Linked DNA regions of Gossypium hirsutum: regions 1 and 2 are each linked to region 3. A link is a contact called in public Hi-C data. All regions are on one chromosome and are shown on one strand. Each heading gives the region's core, a stretch centred on a gene start, on an enhancer-like site or on the middle of the called end of the contact. The rest is flanking DNA. Distances are from core to core; before and after follow the strand shown.

Region 1 (4,408 bases), core at 1,687-4,186, 430 kb before region 3:
TCGGGTAATATCAATATCGGAGCTTGACAAACTGCTGACTTGAGTTGCTCAAAGGCTACTTGTTCGAGTGCAGTCCATTGCCATGAAGCTCCCTGTCTTAACAGCAAGGTAAGTGGCTTAGCTATTAACCCATAGCCTCGAATGAACCTCCGATAATATCCTGATAAGCCAAGGAAACCCCTCAATTCCTTAACCGACCGTGGAGAGGGCCAATCCAAAACACTTGCGATCTTAGCTCGGTCCATACTCACAGTGCCCCGAGATATGACATGTCCCAAGTATTCTACCTGAGTGGCTCCAAAAGTACACTTGGATTTCTTAGCAAAAAGCTGGTTCGTTCACAAAACTTGAAGAACTTCATGTAAATGTCGCAAATGATCCGACCACCCTTGCGAATACACAAAGATGTCATCAAAGAACACCAACACCGATCTCCTCAACATAGTTTGAAAGACCAAATTCATCAAAGACTGGAAACTGGAGGGTGCATTGGTTAAGCCAAATGGCCTTACCAAAAATTCGTAATGACCCTCATGCGTTTTAAAGGCTATTTTGAAGCATCTTGTTCACACATTCGGATTTGATGATACCCTGAGCGTGAATCCAGCTTAGAAAAATAGTTAGCTTGTCCCAATTCATCCAGCAATTCTTCAATAATCAGAATTAGAAATCTATCCTTGATAGTCAATTGATTAAGCTGCCTATAGTCTACACAGAGACGCCAGCTCCCATCCTTCTTCTTAACCATGACCACGGGAGAAGCAAAAGGACTGTTGTTGTCCCGAATAATCCCAGCCTGTAACATTTCTTAAATAAGTTTTTCGATCTCAGCCTTCTGAACAGTTGGATACCTATAAGGATGCACCTTAACCACCTTGGATTCGTCCACCAAAGGTATCCTATGATCGTTTAACCGAAAGGGAGGTAACTGTGTAGGCACCTGAAATATATCCTCAAAATCATTCAGAAGTTTTTGCAAGTCAAGTGACGCCTGAGCCGGAGGCTTTGTGAGAACAGTCAGATCATATGAGGTCAACAACATCGGACCAGGACCATTACCTACCAAACTCATACACTTAGAAAATTGGCCACTAGGAATAACCTGCATTGAACCACGTATGGTGCCCTTTAACCTGCAATTTCACAACCCACATTTAAATTGCATGGTGAGATTGGCAAAATCCCATACAATCGGCCCTAACGAAAGCAACCATTGAATACCTAGCACCACATCAAACCCTTTGACCGATAACACTAAAAAATCAGTAACACATTTATACCCTTGTGTCTCCCATTCAACAGCTTTACAAAGTCCATGAGTGTTTAATTTCACCCCGTTTGCCACCGACACTTTCAAACTAGGCACAGGTTCGATGACCAGCTTCAATCTTCTAGCTACCTTGAAATCAATGAAATTATGTGTGCTACCAGAGTCTACCAAAACCACCACCTCACATCGATCAATATGTGCTGCGAACTGCATGGTATTGTGTCCCTGTAATCCATGTAAGGCATGTAATTATAATATAGGAGATGAATTTCTAGATCCTAATTCTGTTGTTTCCAACTACTCAGGACAGTCTTGAAAATCCTCTTGAGTAGGGCTTCTTATGTCCGGACAACTGTCCTCCCATGGTTCCACCACCAACTAGTACATTTGAGACTTCGAGCATTTATGGCCTGGAGAATATTTAAGACCACACCAAAAGCAAAGCCCCTTCTTCCTCCTATCCTCTAATTCGGCCTGAGACAAAGACTTTGAGGGTACTCTAAAATTAGACTTCCCATTTGTTGACTCACTTGTTGAATTTAAACTACTGCTTCCCTAAAACTCCGAGTCATAAGAAGTAAGGGTCTGCCCACTGAACTACCACTAGTAAGCAGATTTTCTTTTTTGATTGGTCCATGTACAATATTCTCCACCTGCCTCGCTAAGTTGTACCCCTCTACCAGTGTCTGAGGTTTAAACAACCTAAGGTATTGGCCTATCTCTGGCTTGAGATTGCTGAGAAAAATGCTCAGGGCATAAGATTCAGGAAGATTCAACTGATTCAATAAACTTAGAAACCCATCATGATACTGGTCTACAGAACCAATTTGCTTGAGGATTACCAGTTCTGCCATGGGATCCAAAAAAGAGTCCGATCCAAAGCGCTCCTTAAGTCCCCTCGCATAAATTTCCCAAAACAGTTGATATAGTCCCCATGCCGTCGAGAAAAAAATGATGCCAATCAAGAGCCTTACCTTCTAAATGCAACATAACCAACCGCACTTTTGCGTGATCCCCAATTCCCTCCGCTTCAAAGTACTGCTCAAGCTTGGACCACCAACCTCGGAAGTTCTCCCCATCGAATGACGGACATTCCATCCTAAAAGTGGAACGATCAGCTTCCACCAGCACCCCACGTGAAGATATACTTGAATGACCCCGCTCTGCCATTGGAGATACTACTAAGTGCTCTTGAGATGAGAACCCAGGTGGTGTTCCCAAAATTCCTTTGCCTTTACTGTTCACCGTTCCGTTCACTGCCATTGGAGGTCCCTGCCCAAAATATTGTTCGAATAAAGAATGAAGTTCAGAATGAAGCTCCGTATGTACCTCTGATTTGATTCCCTCCTGTAGATCCTTCAACCGAACATCAATTTTTGCATCCAGTTGAGAGAACTCTGTTTGAATGTAAGTTCCCCTTGAATCTGTCCAAGTTCCTTTAGCATTCTCGTGGTTACGCCGTCGCCGGTCATGAGGATTGAGAGGCTCTGATACCTTTGTTGAAGAATAAATCGAGATCGGACTAGGGTTTAGAATAGAAATGAAGAATTTAGAAAGAAGAAAACAATGAGAAGAAAAGAGACTGAAAACCAGATTCAATATTGCATGCCTTTCCTCTATTCTGTTACAAATCATATATGGAATTCAATAACCGCTATTGCGATAGACAAAACGCATCCGTTTTGACAACGTAAAACTCACCGTATCACTAAGCCATTTAATGAAACGTGGCATTTACTTAAGTATTATTTTAACAGACTTAACAGAAATCTAAACTAAGATATGATCGTTAACGATCCATAACACAGCTTGACGCAAAAGAATTAGCACCATCAAGGAATGAGTCATCCAAATCCCTGCAAACAACACCACCAATAGAAGAAGGCCTTTGTTAAGAAAATTCTCCCTCATTCTTTCTTCTAAAATAAAAAATCATCGTAGGCCTTGTTAATAAAATTGAAAAAAAAAATCCCTAAAGGCTTGCAGTCAAACCAAAACAGGTTCTTTAATAGTATTTTCCAAAACAAACATGATCCTAGCCTTCCAAAGGTGCTAGAAAATTTAACAAATACGGCCTTTAAAATCCAAAGAACCAAAATCAAGATTAAAACTTACGATATCAATCCACACCATTTTTTAAATCTTGAAAAACCCTCTTGTAGCACTTGACTCTTGAAGCAACCATATTATGGCAAGCTCTACATGTAGCACCATTCAAGGCCTAAATTAGGTTCCATCCTTTATCAAACAAAATTAAAAGTTAGATCCTTTTGGTACGCTAAAAGCATAGACCAAACAAGTTGCCTATAACCCAACCTTACAAAGTAGGTTCCATCCACAAAAAAGTGCCAAACAGTTGGTTCAATAAGGAGTAGAAGCAATAGCTTTACATTTTGTTTCATTGAATGAGGACTTTTTTAGGTCCATTTTATAGGATCGACAATTTGAATCACTCAAATCTTTAACAATAAAATCCACGGCATCAAATGGAGGCGAAGAAAACACCTCAGAAGAAAGAAGGTCCATTTTGCTTGCAAAGAAAAATGTTTTGGCCATTACAAACATTTCACTGCAAAGGAAAATAAATCCCCTCGATAATCTTGACCTAAAAGAGACATAGCTTGAAGCATTACCTTAAAGTTTCACAATTACTATTTTTCTTTTTTTGGTGGTAATAGAAAAGGAAAGGAAAAGTGTCCAACTTAAACCAACCTACTTGCTCGTGGGTAGAGTTTCACACCAAACTTGTAGTAACATTACCATTTACTTTACAAAAGTTGTAGATTTAGCTCTTATACTTTAATTTGATCAATTTTAGTCCCTACATGTATCTAATTGTAAAATTTTAATCACACCAAACGATAGCTATTAAATTCATTAATTTCTACTATTTCTAAATCTAATAAGTCAAAACATATTATCCCATGTTTAATGTCATGTCAAATTATTTTCACATATAATGCATCAAGAATGAGACTTTAAATTTCAAAAAATATAAACTTAAAATGAATTAATTGAAAAATATGGATCAGATCTACAATTGAATGCATAGTACAAAACTAATAAATGAATTTAACCAAAATTTCAAATTAAAAAAATTATAAAGACTAAAATTAATCAACTTTAAAAACTAAATCT
Region 2 (4,824 bases), core at 1,182-3,681, 380 kb before region 3:
TGGAATAGACTTCTACAATTTAACGTTTCCTATTGGAATAGACTTCTACAATTTAACGAGGGTTTCATCTCTTCTCTCTATAAATAAATAACAATAATAGAGCTAAACATACAACTTTGAGATATTGTTATCATCATTATTATTCTTTTAATTAATATAAACAAAGGCTTTTTTAAAGCCTACGTTTTCAAGAGTTCCAACTTTGTTCTAACTAATTTTAAAACCCTAACTTTCTTGTTTTTTGTTGTTTTCTCGTTTAAACCACATCAAGATTAAAGGTCACAAAGATTAACATAATTCATAAGTAAAGATATTTGGTTGGTTGACTGCGTATGGATCAAAACTTGCTCGTTGATGTTATGTTGTAGCACAAGATGAAAAGGCCCCGGAAACAATACATTTTGGCATTTTATTGCACTATGCACATGTTATCTTGCAATAATGAAGGGATTAATTAGTGAACTATACAATGATCAACCAATAACATGATAAGAAACTACAACATCTATTGTATTGACATTTATATGGGAACACAATCATGGAGCAACTTGTATTTAAATCCAAATATACAACCTCCAATTATCCTATGGTGGTTACAACCAAAATTTCTTTATTTATTTTGTTCCTTAATTCAAAAAAACACAAGCCCTCCTCATACAATCTCAAGTGGATGGTTTAAGAATTTAAGATAAAGAAAGGTAGCAAGCTAGCATTATGAACCACAAAAGATTACTCAAATCTCTCAAGACTTAGGAAGTCTCTATTAGGTTATGAGCTCTTTATAATGTTGTCTGCCAATTAGTTGCAGAAATCAAGTTTGATTTTTCCTTAAGAGACTAGTACTAGGATACGAAAGAACAGTTTTTTTTTTTTGTTAAGCTATGAAAGAACAATTATATTTTCACATGAATTCAGGTCTCTCTAGTTCAACTAGGAGCCTAGTTCCTGACCAGATTTTCTAAGAAAAAGTTATTAACAATGATAAGATGAAAGAGATAACATAGATCCATATTGTGAAACATAAACTACTTCCAGCAGTATAGTTGTACACAAACACTACGGTAGTATTCAAATCATGACAAAAAACATACCTTCTTCTGTGCCACATACACCTTTAGGCTTTCCCGTAGATCCTGAAGTGTAAATTAGATAACAAAACAATCTTTTTCTTTCATTTTCACAAGGCCATGCTAGACTTGATTGACTTTTATGCGGTTCAATACTTGCCTCCATAGAAAAGCGCATGATAGGACAACTGCAGCATTCTAAGAGCCAATCTAATTGATCAACCAGCTCACTACCACTTTTCACAAGTGAAGATCCACAAGTGACAACAAGAGCAGCATCTAAAGAATCCAAAACCGACAATATTCTATCTCTCGGCCATGCAGGATCAACAGGCAAGAAAGCCTCCCCACACTTCAAAACAGAAAGAACAGAAACTACGTATTCCACTGAAGGTGGCATAAAAAGTGCAACAATCTTTGGTACATACATATTCTCAAGGTCAGTATGTTGACAAACTCCTCGAATGAAATCCAATGAAGCTTCTGACATTTGAACAGACTGAGGATGCTTGCCATTGGAGTTATCACCTTCATTGATACAGAAAATGACCAATAAGGATTCTTAAAACACACACACACCCGCAATTCCTTCTAAAACAACAAAATACTTGTACACAACTCTTAACATTTCTAATTAATTCATGCCTTTTTTTCCTCTTGCAGTCATCATCAACATGAAATATTCAAACCCATTTCATCAAATCATATAAGAAATTAAGAATTAAGAAACAATTAAAATTCCTTTAAAAAGCATTGGTTTTTATTTCTCCTACTTTCTCTTTGATATATCAAAAGTTACCGTGAAGAAGAACCAACAAATGAAATAAAGAAATAAATATATTAAAATTCACAGAATACCAACAAACGATTGAGGAGTTTCCTCCTCTTCTTATGGACAGTATTCAAGCTGAATTATATTTGAAATCCTTTTTATTAATCAAAAAGACAAACCTTTGTAATTTATACAAATTGCACTCATTTTTCTAGTAACAAACAAACAGAATCTTAATAAACAAATTCATAACTGAAGGGGAAAAAAGAAAAAAGTACCTGAGGTTTGGGGTTTAATCAAGTAACGATCATCAGCACCATCAAGAACGGAACATATACGAAAACTGAGACATTCAACGGACGCTAAAAGGTTAGCGAAAGTGAAACACCGGTCGCCTTTATACACCGGAGGATTCCCACCGTTGATCAACTCTCTGTCAATCCGGACCTCATTAGCTGACGGGTTAGATGGTGACGCGTGGATGATGGCTATTTTGTCAGGGCTTTTGCTTGCTGCTCTGTAAAATTCATGGATTAAGCAGCAGTGCTTACGCTGCAGCGTCTCCTGCTCGCCACTCGGAAAAGCCATTTACTTTTTCCAAAGGTTTCGGATTTGAATATATAATGTCGAAATATTAATTGGACCAGGTTAACAAAAGTTGGATTGAGGAATGTAATGTGGGCTTTACCTAATTCGAGTTTTCGTTCGCATGGACCCAATATAAACCCAAAAATACCTGTGTATTTATGAAATTGCCATGAGTTGGGTCAAATTCGAACAGAAAAACTAAAAATGGTTGGATCCGGTTTAACTTTGAAATATTGTTTTGGTATTTAAAATTATTCCATAACCATATTTATGTATTTTATGATTTTCAATTAAATAAAAATTAATCTTATTGGTCAAATATCAATTTAGGTAGTTAGTAAAAATATAAATTAAATAAGGGTCAATTTAGGTAGTTAGTAAAAATATAAATTAAATAAGGGTGCATTTGTTTTACTTGTGTTTATTTTATAGTTAACAGCTTAGTCAAAGGAAAATGATTTACATGTCAACCGAAAATAAATCTCTCTCTTTTTTTTAATTGACTTACCCTTTCAAAAAAAGTAAATTAATTTTCAAAAAAGATCTCATTTATGAATAATTTTATTTTATATAAAAAATAACTTGAATCAAATCTAATATTATGATATTAATAAGAATTTTTATTTTAATTTTTAAAATATTAAAATCAAATATTGTAATCTTCAATATTATTAAACATATTGTGACAAAAAAATACTATTAAACATACATATTTAATTATTTGTACTTAATAATATAAAAACTATTAATATAATTTATCATTTTAATAATTTATTTACTATTACAATTTTATTTTAACAATAATAATTTTAATTTTTAAATAATATTCTTAGTACATTATTGAAAAATATTTATATTAATAATTTAATAATAAATATATATTACAATTTATAAACATTTAATAAGAAATGTTTTATGATATAAAATATGAATATTTTAATTATATAAATATGAGTATTTGTTTAAATTATGCTTAGCTTTAGTAATATATGTAGTTTAAATAAAGTTTTAATTAGACTTTGTTTATAATCAAGTTTATATATGATATTAATTATTATAAAATATTATATTATTATAAAATAAATTTCAATTGTCAAAAGAAAATTTTACTATAATATTTTGTAGCAAATGTATTTTTGTTGTGTTTGTTTTGCTAAAAACAACTTTAAGAAAATGATTTCAGAAAAATTGTCAAACAATGAAAAATATGTTATGTAAAATCATCCCAACATCAGAAAATATGTTTTCTTCCAAAAATAATCAATCCATTTGAGAAATCATTTTTCATAAACTATTTCCAATTAAACAAACACTACCTAAGATTATTTAATTTTTCATTTAGGGTTTAAAAAGTAATGGGTAATATATATTTTACCCTTTAAATTTAATTATGGTTTGTATAATTTTCGCCGCATGTCTCAATTAATGGGATATTTGTATTTTTTATATTAATTTAATTTAGATAAAAGTTTGGGTGGCATCACCTATTAATGCTTATGTTATTTTGTGCATGTTGAAAGTACTATAAATGTATATAATTTTTTATATGTTAATAATATATTTCATATAAATTTTGATGTGTACATTTGGGTTTTGTTGTAACATGTTATAATTATTTTCTCATGTTGTATCTAGATTTGTTCTATATTTGACAATATTTATCTAATTCAATTTTAACTTTAAATTCATTTATTTAAAGTTTATATATGTTATATTTTACGCCGTGGTACCCTATTCTATGACACTTCTAAGAAACCAAGCTACAACAATACAGGTGGTTTGATGGCTGATGCCAAAACACATGTAACACCTCAAATTCGGTCGAGAAGGAGCGACCCGAGTCCAGCGAACTACATTGATCACCAGAGTGACTCTCCGTTAACTTCCAACCTAACCTCCAACACACCACTTAATAATAGCAAAAGTTGTGCTAAAACAAAAATATAGTAGTGGAAACAGAATGTAAAACAAGCAAGCTTCACAAAGTAACTTAAGCAGGTTTGCATGCTTGATAATAAACTTAAGAGTTCGCAGCACAACTTAGGTTTGCATACAACAACTCAAATTGTACAACAAAGAAATCTTAAGAGTTTGCAAAATAGTATGAGGCACGAATTCATATACTTTCCAGCCTTTACTTAAAAACACTTAACTCATAGGTTCACATAACTCCCAATGTATGGGTTTCACACAAAATCATAGGTTCGCATAGTACCTAAAATTCTTAACATACATCATGGTTTTGTTAATAAACAAGCTTCACAAACAAAGGAAACACGCATGCAAGGGTTATCATCCTGGAAACACGAAAATATACACATTTTTTCATGCCCTTTTTAACTCAAATTCATGCAGTTTCGGTAAAATTCTTGTCGAAAAATTTATAATAATTATAAA
Region 3 (4,345 bases), core at 1,143-3,642:
CGTACACTAATCCTATGGCATGCCAACTATACCCGACTTTGCCCGGGACAAGTAATAGGGTAACCAATGATTCTAACACACATACATATTTATGATCTTATATCGGAATTTTATATAATACAAACTATATCACGCTCAAATCAATTAGATTGTTAATACTCCATACCATCAAATAAAATTTGAATCATGAGACAAACAGAATATTTTACCTTAAATAAGCTAGTTTGTATCTAAACATACATATCTATGCATGTTGAATTCAAATCATGAAAATACAAACCGTATTCGTTACTTGTCTACGACTCTTATCTTTCCTTTCTCTCGTGATGGCCCAACGTCATTTTTAACTTCATTCGATAATTCAATTATAAAAATGATTTTAGTTCACATTCAAACACATAATCAACATATTTTGCATTTTATTCATTTTAGTCCCTATATTAAAAATACTCATAATTGTCCATATCTTACATCGGATCAAAACTCAATTTCATATTCTTTCATTAGGGACCCTATATTTTTCATCTCTAGCATAATTTCATGATCTTTAATTTTATTCAATATGGTCCCTAATATGAAAATTAACTAAATATTTAATTCTAAGCTATTTTCCCTATCTTTCAATACAATCATAGTAAAATCTAAGTTCAACAACTAGATATCTACCATTATCAAGCTCAATTTCATCAACCTCCAATAATGGTAACTTGTTGTACACTTAGAAATTACAAAATTTAAAGCATGGGTGTGATGAACTAAGCTTAGATGATTAAGATTTTTTTTTTTAAATCACAACAAATTGCTTCCTTACATGCTCAATTGAATGGCCGAAAGTTAAATGGATGAGCAATGTTTTCTTCTTTTATTTCTCAAGCCTAGACAGTTGAAAGCTTAAGGAAGAAGATGATAATGTTGTCATCTCCCACTTAAGTTAATATATATGCTTAGATTAAAGATAAATTAATCTTAATTAATCATGTTTATTTCACTAATTTATCATATTTATATTTATTAATTACAATTATATCAATTAAATGGCTACATCATCATTTCCCACTATGTCAGAAAAAAAAATTTTAAAAACCAGTTAGGTGCTTTGGATAATTGCCAACTAAGTCCTCAAGCATTTTCTAAATTATAATTTAATAGTGATTGGACTTTTACAATTTAGTCCCTAAACTTTAATTAATGATTTTTTCGGTTAAATTACTTAATCGGTCTTTAATATATTTTTATACCAGCTCTGTAAATCTTCTTATTTTATCTTTACGAACTCAGTTTAAGGAAATGGGGTTCCGAAATTGTATTTTTCGACACTAACAAAAGTTCAGTCGTTACATTTCCCTCATTTTCTCTCACTTTACCAATTTTTGAAAATTTCATCTACTTTTATTTAAATTTAAATTTTTATAATTTTTAAAATTTAAAAAAGGAATTTCAAATTTTTATTATATTATATATAATTAGGGTCAAATTGACAGAAAGTATAAAAATCAAGGACTAAAATTGTTATTATACCAACTAAAAATTATCGTTTAACCATAGGTGACAAAATATTTGAAAACGAAAGTGATCAAATTGTAACATTTTTGTAGTTAAGTGACCAAAATAAAAATTTACCCATAATTTTGTGATTAATGGTGGAATTTACCCTAAAATAAAAATAAAAAGTCATGGGTAAATTACACCACAGGTTACTCAACTATGGGTCATTTTCTTTTTGATCATCCAACTATGAATTTTTTTTAGATTGATCAACCAACTATGGATTTGTTTCTTTTTTTTTTGTCACCCAACTATAATTTTTTAAAATTGGTCACATAATTAATCGAGATTATATTTTTTAGTCCATTTCCATTAATTGCACTAATGGAAAGGTGACATGATAGTTGAAAAATCGGCATAACAATAAATTTAGCCCTTAACTTTTACATAATATATTGATTTATTCATAATTTTAAAAAATTAACCCTAAAAATTTACAATTGATCTCAATTTGATCCTAATTTCTAAAAAGATTCAAAGAAATATATAAAAATACATAAATATTTCAAATAAATAATAATAAAGTTATATTTATATTTATATTTATATTTATATTTATATTTATATTTATATTTATATTAAATAAAAATTAAGATCAAATTGAGACCATTTGTAAATTTTGAGAGTTAATTTTTTAAAATTATGATTAAATCGATATAATATATAAAAGTTAAAAGTTAAATTTGTTATTATATTGATTTCTCAACTGCCATGTCACTCTCCCGCCAGTGCAATTAACAAAAATGGATTAAAAAAATACAATCTCGATTAATTAGGTGACAAAAAAGAAACAAATTCATAATTGAGTGACAAAAGATAATAACCCATAGTTGGATGACATATGGGCGTAGTTTACCCAAAAGTCATAGATGAAATGTGAAGATTGGATCTGCGAAGTACATCACCACATGTCCACTTCCACACGTTACTATCATCCACCTTTAATGTGCTACGTCACTTCTAATTTTTGAAACGCCACCGTATCAAGTGTCCTTTCCCTCTCGTCTTTTGCTTTATTTTTCTTTCCGCCGTAAATCCACCATGGGATACACCTTCATCTTTGTTTCATCGGCACACTGAAACCTTTAGAATCTCCAAAGCTACGTCGTTTCTGAAGTCATGGGACAAATCCTAGAAAAAATCCATGGTAAGCTTTTTTCTCTCCCTTTTAAATTTCCCTTTATCTCGAAACTTTGTTATTCAAAAGTTTATGATATTTGAAACCCAGAAGTCGATTCTTTTAAATCATGGGAATTAAGGGCGCTTTTTAATATATATATATTAGTATATATTCCATAGAAAGGTATTCTCTTTTAGCCGTATCTTATTTTTGTAAAGACTATATTATATTTAAATTAAAAAGAAAAGGTCTAACTTTTTGTTTTCTATAGAAAATTTAAATTTCTAATTTTTATTGTTTTAAAAGTACAGGTCAAATTAAGCTTTAATTATCGCTTCAGAGAAATGGGCATCTGGAATTATGATGGGTAGATGTTCATGTTGAGTGATTAGTTTGAACAAGTGTTTTTTCATGGCTTCTGCTTTCATTGATATTTACCGTGCTGGGTTGGATTTGATATTCTCTGGAAACTGTATTTTATTAGTATTGGGTTTAATGAGAGGAAGTAACATTTCACTGTTTGTAGTGCTATAAGCGAGTATTTGATAGTTTAACACTTGCTTTTTGCAGGGAAGGAATGGAGAAAGAGACAGATTAGGAAAATCAGTGATAAGGTTTTTGAGCGTGTCAAAAATCAATCAGGAAGAGCTACTTTGACATTTGAAGATCTATATATCGCTGTCTTGCTGGTGTATAAGTGAGGAATTTTGCTTATACGTTCTATGTTTCATTCATTTCATAATCATGCAATGGTACATGTACTGTTAACCGCTTTCTATGTTAAATGCATCTTTAATTTATTCCTTCTGTAGTGATATTAATAAGCGTTTGCCTGGGCCGCACTTTGATCCACCCTCTAAGGACCAAATCAGATCAATGATGCAGGTAATCTACAACTCTTTCTTGAGAATATACATTATATACTTTACTGGGTTTAATTTGTCAAATTTGATCTTCGTTACTTTTCTAAAACTGAAAAGTTAGTCCAACTCGGTAAACACTATTGAATCTTGTTATAAAATCATTGACTTACAAACTAGCAGTTCATAGATTTATATGCAAGGAAGCAAAACTCACCGGTTCAACAATTTATATATAATAAATTAGTAAAAATTAATAGTTCAAGCTCAAGTTCATGTATTTATCAACAATTACACTAATTTCTCAGTTTCTATAACATAGGTGAATTTCATAATTAGACCCAGTTTGATACAGTGAATGTTATGAATATGCTTGAGCAGCTTGCATTTGATATTCTGTATAATGTGTAATTGATTGACACGGTGTATCAGAGAACATAGCTAATGATCAATGGATGTCACTGCATGTTTACATGTTTTAAGAATAAAAGTTAATTATTTGAGTGCTTTTGGTAGAAAGGAAGCTCCTCAAGTTTTAAAGGGTGCATTTGTGAAGGTTGATAGTCTGATAGGAAGGATGTCATTTTGTTAATCAATCTCGAATCAATATTTCGTTATCGAAAATAGTCTGAGGGCTGGACCCTCAACAAGTTTAGTATTTTCTTTGAATCGGATCTCGTCTCTCAGCTCGACCGAAAGCCTGGTAGGTTTACAAAGCGGGAGCGCCTTGTATTGCAAGAACAGGAAGAGGTCATTGCATGAGCGAGAAGAAGCCATGGTTGCCAAAGAGCAAGTGCATGGCGCCATGGTTGCTGAAAAG

What was found. A called contact is a pair of places that touch in the nucleus more often than the background predicts.
Region 1: a Hi-C map of leaf shows a contact between it and region 3, with 2.3 times the contacts expected there. The contact joins the enhancer-like site here to the promoter of LOC107920702 in region 3. A contact is called at or near these places in 2 of 34 Hi-C or Micro-C datasets (both in leaf).
Region 2: a contact with region 3 is called in a Hi-C map of leaf, with 4 times the contacts expected there. The contact joins the promoter of LOC107919976 here to the promoter of LOC107920702 in region 3. A contact is called at or near these places in 17 of 34 Hi-C or Micro-C datasets (anther, callus, fibers and 3 more).

The regions. Positions count from the first base shown.
Region 1 is chrD13:31,792,740-31,797,147 of Gossypium_hirsutum_v2.1, forward strand. No RefSeq gene overlaps it. Among protein-coding and RNA genes, the nearest start is that of LOC107919910, 17 kb to the right of the region's middle. Within about 2 kb of position 2,937, at least 7 of the 9 cell types and tissues checked have an H3K27ac peak or open chromatin away from gene starts, as enhancers often do. A contact at or near this core is called in leaf, where this site is marked.
Region 2 is chrD13:31,848,157-31,852,980 of Gossypium_hirsutum_v2.1, forward strand. LOC107919976 (putative acyl-activating enzyme 19) reads right to left here and starts at 2,432. Exons shown (of 17, transcript XM_016849434.2): 1 at 2,118-2,432; 2 at 1,092-1,595. The coding sequence starts at 2,427.
Region 3 is chrD13:32,224,355-32,228,699 of Gossypium_hirsutum_v2.1, forward strand. LOC107920702 reads left to right here and starts at 2,393. Exons shown (of 4, transcript XM_016850525.2): 1 at 2,393-2,692; 2 at 3,236-3,362; 3 at 3,478-3,550. The coding sequence starts at 2,665.